Regions from separate parts of the Mus musculus genome. Here all the other regions are linked to region 2. Evidence: chromatin contacts called from public Hi-C data. All regions are on one chromosome and are shown on one strand. The core of a region is the stretch at or near the end of the contact, and the rest is flanking DNA. Distances in the headings are between cores, read along the strand shown.

Region 1 (3,141 bases), core at 179-2,678, 600 kb before region 2:
AGATGTTTAAATGTTATATGGTTCCATATATGTACACAAAAATAAGGTGCATATGATCATAGCATAAAATTTACTCCTTCTGGGGAAAGGAATAATTTGGAGCAAGTGGGATCTCATGGAAGATGCCATTGTTTTATATTGAATTTGGGTAAAAGCTAGTCTGTTTGTTGCTGTTAAATTGTTTTGCCTTGTAAACTTTTAGTGTAAAGAGGCAGACAAAGCTGTGGGCATACACATAGGTCCACATTATCGTGTACAAAAGTGTGTTCCACATCAGGCAAGACTTTTTAGACAGCTACGTTGTATTTCTGGAGACTGCACCTAATGCCCAGGAAGTCTCTTTGCTTCCCATGCCTTTGTTGTGGGACCAAGCCTCATGCTGAAGTTTGCAAGGCATATAGAGCTCTGCCCAAATGTTAAGGAGGACCCACATACAGGCCTCCTGGATAGGTAGGCATTTCTTGTCTAAAATATAGAAGGGTATTTTTACACCTTGCTCTGTTGCCCTTAGAAAAAGACAGATTCTCCCCAAATCACGGAAGTGTGTGTGTGTGTGTGTGTGTGTGTGTGTGTGTGTGTGTGTGTGTGGTGTGTGTGTGTGTACTTGATGCTTAAGGTTAATTACACCCAAGAAAGTTAGCTAGTGTCCCTTTGGGGGTGTGTCTGGATAAAAATGTCCCAGTCCTGGGCCATTCATTTTAGGATGCTGAGACGGTTTAATAAGTACAGTAACATTTGGGAGTGGGAGGTAGAATTTTCCTCTATAGTCATAAGGATATCATATAGGTGGTAGTGGAGGTGGTGGTGATGGTGGTGGGGTGGTGCTTCTGCTGCTGCTGCTGCTGGTGTGTGTGTGTGTGTGTGTGTGTGTGTGTGTGTGTGTGTGTGTGTGTGGTGTCCATGGAGAGGACTAAACCTGTACTGAATACCATTCTTCAAATGCAACTACACTTAAATATCCATATATTAAAATATACATGCCCATTTTCCGCTCCTACATAAAGGAGCCAGGCACAGGCCGGTCTCTTTCTAGTTGATCTTAATCCCTCTCCCCTTCAGCGTGGCCAGGAGCACCCCTCTCTTTGTAATAAATAGCTCTGAGAGCAAGACATTCATTCTGTCCCCTTTGATCACCTTGGAGCTGTCAGCTTGTGCTGCTGTTTGCCTCCCAGCTCTTGTTCCTGCCTAAAAGTGGAAGTAATGCCCCCTGAAAGAAATACCCTAGGTGTCCCGCAAGGCTGCAATCTATTTCTTCTTTTGTTGCATACGCCCCCTGGGGCCCGCCCTCCCAGCTTGAACAAACTCCTCTCTTCTTCCCCCCTCTCTATATCTTCGAAATTCTAGTTCCTTCTACAGACACTCAGCTGTGCTCCTGTGACGCCCCTAGGCCAGACTGTCTGAGAAGCTACCACCCTGCCAGACTGGGGAGGCTCCTCCTGGCTCCTCCTCCTTCTGCTAGTCGCAGACTCCGCAGAGCTCCGCACTGCAGGCTTTTGTGGTCACGGATCCTACAATCTTCATCAGAGAAGGCTAGCATCATGTCCCTGTAACTTAACCAGCAACTGATCTCCCCTAAATGCCCTCGTTTCCCTGCATTGACTAGAGACTTGGGATGCCTCCTCCCTCCCAGGAACTCCTTGGGCTGGCATTAGGGGCCCCCAATTTTGCAGTCAGCGTTTGAGTGGTGGGGAGTGGCGCTGAGATCGGGCTCAGCTGCAAGCCTTTGCTGATGCAGGGCTGGGAACACATTTGCAAGCTCTCTTCCTGGTTTATAGCGGAGATTATAAGCAATCTGTCTCCTCTCTTATCATCGCGTCAGGCCTGTTGTATAGTTTGTAAATATTGCTCAAGTGAAATAATTTGCAAAAGTAAACAATTGGGAGAAAAGAATATGGACCGTGAGGTTTGTCTTTAATGTATTTACAGGACAGGAAAGGGGTCTGGGATGAGAAAATTATGGGGTAGAATGGGGAGGGGAGGGAAGAAGAGGGGAGAGTTGACGACCAGAATGCTGATGATTCTGTGATGGCGACATAACTAATTAACTGTAATGTCGCTTAAAAGCTTCTGGCTCTCCCTGACATTGTTCGAAAGTATGCATTATTTTAAAAAGAGCTAAGATGTAGGGGGTGGTTGAGTGGCTTTAAAATGACTGAATACCACTCATTGTGCTGGATAAGAAAGAAAGAAAGAAAGAAAGAAAGAAAGAAAGAAAGAAAGAAAGAAAGAAAGAAAGAAAGAAAGAAAGAAAGAAAGAAAGAAAGACGAAAACCGACAAACTGCAGTGGAAATAAATACAGCATTGCAGGTTGGTGTGTGAGGCTACAGCTGGGGAAGCCAGGGCTGTTAAGTGGAAAATTCCTGAAGAGGACATATTTCTGTTTCCAGTGGGAAGAAAGAGAGTGTTGTTGGGAGCTGGCAGTTCTTTATAAAATACAAGAGTACCATGATGATGACCAAACGACCTAACTGAACTGAGAGAAATTAACCAAACAAATAGCTTTACCTGTTATACTGTATTCTTAGAGACTGCCACAGTCTCCTTTCTGGTCCCCTGGGTCTAGACAGAAGGGAGGAATGAAGAGGCTAAGAGAGCTGACAGACAGCAGAAAACTGGAGTGGGGTGGGGGTAGGGGGTGGGGAGTAGGGGTGCCTTTGCTCCTGAAACAAACACATACTCAGAGAGCCGGTCCTTGGGTTCTCAATACTGAGAAACCAGTGTTATCTGGAGGATGCCCATTGTAGGAACACTCTTGTTGGTCCTGAGAGGACTTTCCCAGAATTCCTGTTTAGGGGAACTTCAGAGAGATGTCACTGCCATCCCTTCAAGGGTAGTTTAGATTGCATCCCTAAGATGCAAAGAGAGGAGAGCAGAAAGCAGGTCCTCAGCGATGCCCCACCCCCGACCCCCGTGAAAGTTCCTTGTACACTTGGAGAGCACATTCCGTCTAAGGCATCCTGCTGCAGAGAAATCAAAGCCAAGAAGAAGCCTTGGTATTTTTCCTTCTCTGCAAAGTGTTTGTCAGGAAGTCAAGGGTTCCGGGGGGCAGGGGAAGCCTGCAGAGGATGCTCTTCATCAGGGATGCTCTGCATCCGAGAACTTTCATTTGCTCGGAGCACCAACATGCTAACAAAGTAATG
Region 2 (3,160 bases), core at 303-2,802:
TTCAGATTTGCAGTGTCCACATAGAAATTCAGGTATGGTGGCACTTCTATAATCTCAGCACGGTGGAGGGGGAACAGAAGGAAATCCCTGGAGCTCACTGACCAGCTAGTCTGGACAAATCTGTTTCTAATCTCCATGTTCAGTGAGAGTCCTTATCTCAAAAAAACAAGGTGGAATGGAATCAACAAAGACACCTAGTGTCACCCAGTGCTCTCCAAATGCATTTGTACACATGTACAAGTTATACAGACATGCAAATCTAGGTGCCAAACTGTATCTTCTACTCGAGATGAGAAGGCCCCTACTTTGGTGTGATCTGTAAGTACTACACTTCGGATTTCTAGTGAAACTAAATCTGCTTTGAAAGTTGCCTAAAGAAGCAAGGAATTCTTTGTATTCACCATGACCCTGGGCTTCAAATGATAGAAATAACTCCAGCTGGGTCTTGAGTAAAAGACAATCTCCCATTTCAGAGATTTCTTGAATTATCACTGGTTTTGGAAATGGCATGTACCTAGATACAAATCATGTCTTCAGAATTCAGTTTCTCCTTTCCTCAACTTTGTCCTTGTTGAAGCTCATTATTTATGTCACTTCAAGATGATCTCTGGTAACAGATAACTATGACCTGTCAATGTAATAATGACAACAGAAGATAGATAGATAGATAGATAGATAGATAGATAGATAGATAGATAGACAGAGAGAGGGGGGGGGGGTACTCAAATATCCTTAAAGTAGGCTATTTGATAATAGACTCAAATTGGTCCATTTGTCAGCCTGAAAGAGGGCTACTTAGAGTTGACAGTCAGAAAGAGGATCCTACTGCAACCTCTAGTCCCAGGAAAACACACAGAATTGACACAATAATGAGGACAAGGGGCTGTTATCAGAGAGGCTCTACAAGAAAATACATGGTACTAAGAGGCCAAAATCCCCACCTACCATCCTTCACACCCTGCTTGTCTTCGTCTTTACCTTCTGGCTTCAGGAAAGGTAACTGACATAGGCTAGGGGTCCCACTCTTAATCACACTACTGTAGTAATTACAAATTACTGTAGTAATTTCCATACACTCACACCAGAGTAAGATTTAGAAACCACCTAACAGGTAATTTAAGAGTTCGATTAATTTACTATTAAAAAACTGTGTAAGAATAAACATGACAGAGGAGACCAAGAATACATCTATGATGAAAGTGTTTACTAACTTCCAGCAAAGTCTGGCCTAATTAGATGGTAATCACAGTTAGCTGGGTACACAGTGTTCACATTAAAAATCAGGCACAAGAAATGTTTGATCCGAAGGCCGATAATCCTAGCCGGCTTCTTGTAGACACGTAACTCTTCAAAGGAGGCAACTTTTACCTAAATATTTTCCGTTTCTTTATGATTAGCTTTGAAGGATTAAAAGGCTATTCCCCCACATCTCGCATAAGCAGAGATGTGTCCCAGCGTGTCTCAGTATCTTTTAAATGACTCTCCATTACAACTCGGCTCACAGCTTTCTGACAAGCAAGCAGAGTTAAAGGGGTGGAGCAATATTTGCTTTATTGACAGATTTTATTGCTATCTGTTACCCAGCTGTGGGTGCTCTGTGGAGTTTATCTTAGGGCAATTAAAGATATTGCTCCTTAGACAGCTAGCACAGTGGCTTATTTGAAAGTCGTTTTGTTAATTAGGAATTACTATATTAATATGCATAGTTCTTTTAAACTATCCTACTCTGCCAAATGCTAACTTTACATTAGAGTTTCAAACCCAAAATATCTTTAAACCCAAAGACTTTAGAAGATTTCAAATGTACGGGATCTCTGTAGTAGGGGAACCCCAGCTATATCCTGCTTTCACGAAGAAAGGAGCAGCCTATTTATATGCCACAGGGTTTTACTCATAAAAATCAACTTCATGAAAATGGGTGCAAAACCAGAAGTACCCCACTTGCCTTAAGGGACTATAAAACTCAAAACCAGTTACGTTAATAAAATTACTATGCTAACAAAAAGTAAGCCAAGGTTTTTCTTCTGCCTTCAGCAAACTCCCCCAAAGGATGCTGGCCTGAGCCCAAAAGAGAAAGCAAGAAGCAAATTATACACTGTTCACGAGGTTGCAAAGAGCTGCCTTTGGTTTTACTGTCTGTGCCCCCAGGGACACCTGCCCTTGCTTCTCTGAGCATTTGCTTGCTGCTGAGTTCAGACTGGCCCTTTCCCTATCTGCGTGTTCTGGATGATAAATCAAGCAGACTTCTCCAAGTAGGTGGCCTGCCTTGCACATGTACCGCCTTTCTGGCCCAGTGACAAATGTTGGGTGCTATTACTGGTGTTACTCATTGGTATCCATGGAGATATGGGAAGACTCACTGGATCTTGAGTAACAAGAGAGAAATGGAGACATGTTTCCTTGGCTCCTGTAGTCCACTTTGCTTTTATGACTACTCTTTCACACCGATTTATACTGAGAAGGCAGGGCTGATTCCATGACAGGCTTCAAATTGACAGTTAAGGAGACTAGGCCTAAATCTCTATTTCCAAGAACTGGGCAATTGCAGGGAAATCCAGGCCTCAGAAGCCGACACCTTGCCTAAGGCAAGGACAATGGGTCAGCAGCAGCTTCCAGACCTCCCCAGCAAGTTTCCAGCCCCCATACCCCGGTAATGGAATGTCCATAGAGACGGAGCTAACAGGTTAACATAGAGCTCACCTATCCTTGAATTCCCTAATGTGCTTTAAATCAGGCCTGCAAGCTTACTTGATTGTTTCTCTATCTTGGTAATGGGGAGACCCCAGCATGTAGGACTTCTGCAGAATAAAACACTCTTTGCAATTACATACTATTTGAGTCCAGGGTGTCATTCTTCGGGGAATCATGGTCCCATACAATACCTGATTGGGGAAACAGTAAGGGTTATGATTCTTTATCTGAAGAAGGGAATTTTCCAATGGGACAAATATAACTGGTTCTCATTTCATGAATATTTGTATTTGAATACATGACCTTATCCCTCCACAATGGCAGACAGTATTACTGAAAAAAAAAAAATCATGCTTCCTGTTAGCCCTGGATGTCTTAGTTTGGGTTTTATTGCTATGAAGAGATGCCTTGACTATGGCAACTCTTATGAAGGAAAACATTTTAATTGGGGCTGTCAGGTTTAAAGGTT
Region 3 (3,035 bases), core at 443-2,942, 670 kb before region 2:
ACTGAGCCCTTTGACCTGAGTCATAGATGCTTTATAGAGAGTTTCCTGAGAGCCTGGATTTTAGAAGAGCTGGAATTTCCTGAGACTCATAATCAAGGCGCTGTGTTTGCCTGTAAGACTGAAATACATATAAGAATGGTTCGCTTATATTCATACTCTTTGTCAATTTTAAGGTAATTTATTTTAATGCTGGGACCATGGATCACTCCTTAAAGTGTGAGGTTTTAATGTTCGACTTTGGAAATCAATGAGAACATATTAAATTTAGTCAACTAGTCATAATATATTCAACTTTTGTTTATTCCTACTGTGCCAATTACGGTAGATGGATAGATGTCCATTATAAAAAAAAAACGTTAATGCTTAAAGGAGACCTTATATTATTTTAAGACACTTGTTTATTTGACTTTTTATAGAGAATCTTACGATGTTAGCCAGTGCTCAAAAACGCATGGGTTTCTACTTTATTTTTAAATCCATTTCCAAAATTAAGATGATATGCTTAGATAGTCAGGTTTCTGGAAACAATTGAAAATCTGAACTTCATCCTGAGGAATACGGCTTAGATGTCACAGGGAGGATGCGTTTCTCAAATATTAGTTACTTTACCTTGTGATTATTTAATGACAGGTTTCTAAGTTTTTATATTATATACCGAATAGAAAGTCAGTACGTACATCACATGCGCTGGGGAAAAAAGCAAGAAGGCAAAAAGAAACTTATTTGGGTGCTGCCTGTACCACCAAATATTTTTCTCTGGTTCGTTTTAGGTCATAGAACAAAGAGATCCTTTTATTTTCATAACACTGGAAATTCATGCCCACAGCCCAAAAACACCATCAATGTGATCCAATAAAACTAGCATGTAGTTAATATTAGAGAAAGCCATGGTCAGCACTGCTTCATAGCCACACGCGATCATGATCAGGCTCATTTCCTCTCTCTCCTCTTTGTACCCTTATCATCTCCAGATAAAAATGGAGAAAATTCCAAGTGTTATGAATTTGTTTTTATAAACGTTATTGAAATCTAAAAAAAACTAAAACAGTTGAAGAACATACATGGAGCAAATAACTAGATAAAAACCCAATCAGTAACGGCTTTGTTTTGCTTTGAGTCTATTTTAAAGCTAAAGCTAAAAAATGAAAATGAGATAATGCTTTCCAGTTTATTATCTTTTTTAATGTCACATTCGTACACATACACACTGATACACACTTCTGTCTGACTTGGATGAGGCTGCCCGTTCAACCAAGGGTAATGTATGCAGCGAAAGTAAACCCTCAGAGTTCGACATGACACTTATTAAATATATGTCAAATATTTGCTGCGATTTTGCCAATTCAGCACAAGTGGCCTCCATGAGAATGGTCACAGTGTTATGCTGGCAGGAAAATAGAATCTGAGCTGAGAAACAGGGGAGGGGAAAAAAAAATACAAGTTCTCTTAAGGTCAAGGGCAACAGCTGAACAGCTCTGGGCCTACCTGCTTCAAAGGGTTCAGTGTTTTTGTGTTTATAGATAAAATGTTGGTTTCTATGGGGGAAGGGTGGTCACGGGAACAAATATCCCTGACACCCAAACAAAATAATCCCAAATAAAATGGGTGATGTAGTCAATAGTAAAAAGGGAGATAGCTATTCATGGGGAAAATGCATGACCTCACCCTGTGAGAATACACAGCCATTCATCAGCCTGGTTCAGCTTTTCTCGCTTACTTGCTTTGAATCGCATGGCTCAGGCCCTTTCCCTTTCCACACAGGGTTAGCTCATTTGATTGCAGACATTAAAGGTTTCTCAGGACTGGACAAATGTAAAGAAAGTTCTTAGTGTGCAGAACTTTTCCTTGTGGAAACTTTAGAAAGGCTTTCTTTGAGAGTAATACACTGCCCTTAACTCTTTGTTTCCCTTTCATCTTTCTTATTTATTATTTCTGCTTTTGGTCTCCGGAGAACTTCATGTTAGCATAGCTGGGAGAGTGGTCTCTGTGACCAACAGAAACGTATTATAGGAATAATATAGAGAAATGTGTTTAGAAGCAGACGAATGAGCTAAAAATAACCTTGTAAGCAGGCTAGGTTATAATTTTCAATTGTGGTTCTTGCTTAAATCTTTGAGGGCTATCGGCCCATCTCCTGATTCTCAAAAAGCCCCTTAATTTAACAAAGTAGCTATAAACAACTGCCCCTAAAACTGCAACCAAATTGTTTGTGCTATGTTATGTATCTAAGGAAACAAATGTAGACATCTAGGATTACATTATTAGTTTCTGTGGAGACATGTGCACTTCAAAGATTTTTTTTTTCAGAATCTAGCAATGCTATGTCACCCAGGAGCCAAGGCCTCCTGTGGTGAAAGTTTCAGGCCCCTGGCTGCTGCTCCTGCCCTCAGCCCCTGTGCTCTAGTTCTGTCCAGATATTTGGTTTCTGCAGTGGATGGGGTGGGGCAGATATCTGCTGCATTTGTTCCCCTAGACATTCACGATTTTAAATAGCCAGAGAGGAAAACAACATGATTTTGACCAATCTGACCACTTTCTACTATGTCACATCGATAATCGCCAGTGTGAACAATGTCCTGGTGCCTGATAGAGCATAGCTCCTGGGCTGGCTCTCCTGGGAATCAAGCGGGCTGATCCAGAGATCTTTGTGATATTAGGTAGCCCAGCAGCCCAAGGCTGTGCTTTTAAAAAGGCAGCTCACATCACTGTGTTGCCAAGTTGGGTGAGTACAAACCAAATCAGCCCACCAAACCAGCCCACCATGCTTTTATTGGAAGTAACTTAACAATTTCTAAAGGGATCATGACATTGTGGCTCAAGGTCTGGCGCATCAGCCCTGTCCAGCAAATATAGCACTAGCTCTCCAAAACTTTGGGAGCCTCTCCAAACAGCCTGCTAGCAAGAAGTGTCTGAGAAGAGTAGTCCTGAAAAGGTACTTGTTAACAACTGCTCGTTTGCCTTTTATAGTGAAATTGAGCACAGTGGGCCGCAGTTTTCCTTATGGCTGTTCAACTATAAGCAAGGTAACCCTCTGG

Evidence for each region. Hi-C and Micro-C count contacts between places; a contact is called where the count stands out from the background.
Region 1: a Hi-C map of uterus shows a contact between it and region 2, with 4 times the contacts expected there. The contact joins two enhancer-like sites. A contact is called at or near these places in 1 of 15 datasets of contacts at CTCF or cohesin (pro-B cells) and 2 of 484 Hi-C or Micro-C datasets (liver and uterus).
Region 3: a contact with region 2 is called in a Hi-C map of uterus, with 4 times the contacts expected there. The contact joins two enhancer-like sites. A contact is called at or near these places in 3 of 484 Hi-C or Micro-C datasets (liver, myocytes and uterus).

The regions. Positions count from the first base shown.
Region 1 is chr1:81,592,348-81,595,488 of GRCm38.p6, forward strand. No RefSeq gene overlaps it. Among named protein-coding and RNA genes, the nearest start is that of Nyap2, 520 kb to the left of the region's middle. Within about 2 kb of position 1,429, at least 153 of the 459 cell types and tissues checked have an H3K27ac peak or open chromatin away from gene starts, as enhancers often do. A contact at or near this core is called in uterus, where this site is marked.
Region 2 is chr1:82,187,474-82,190,633 of GRCm38.p6, forward strand. No RefSeq gene overlaps it. Among named protein-coding and RNA genes, the nearest start is that of Mir6344, 57 kb to the left of the region's middle. Within about 2 kb of position 1,553, at least 68 of the 459 cell types and tissues checked have an H3K27ac peak or open chromatin away from gene starts, as enhancers often do. A contact at or near this core is called in uterus, where this site is marked.
Region 3 is chr1:81,519,384-81,522,418 of GRCm38.p6, forward strand. No RefSeq gene overlaps it. Among named protein-coding and RNA genes, the nearest start is that of Nyap2, 440 kb to the left of the region's middle. Within about 2 kb of position 1,693, at least 31 of the 459 cell types and tissues checked have an H3K27ac peak or open chromatin away from gene starts, as enhancers often do. A contact at or near this core is called in uterus, where this site is marked.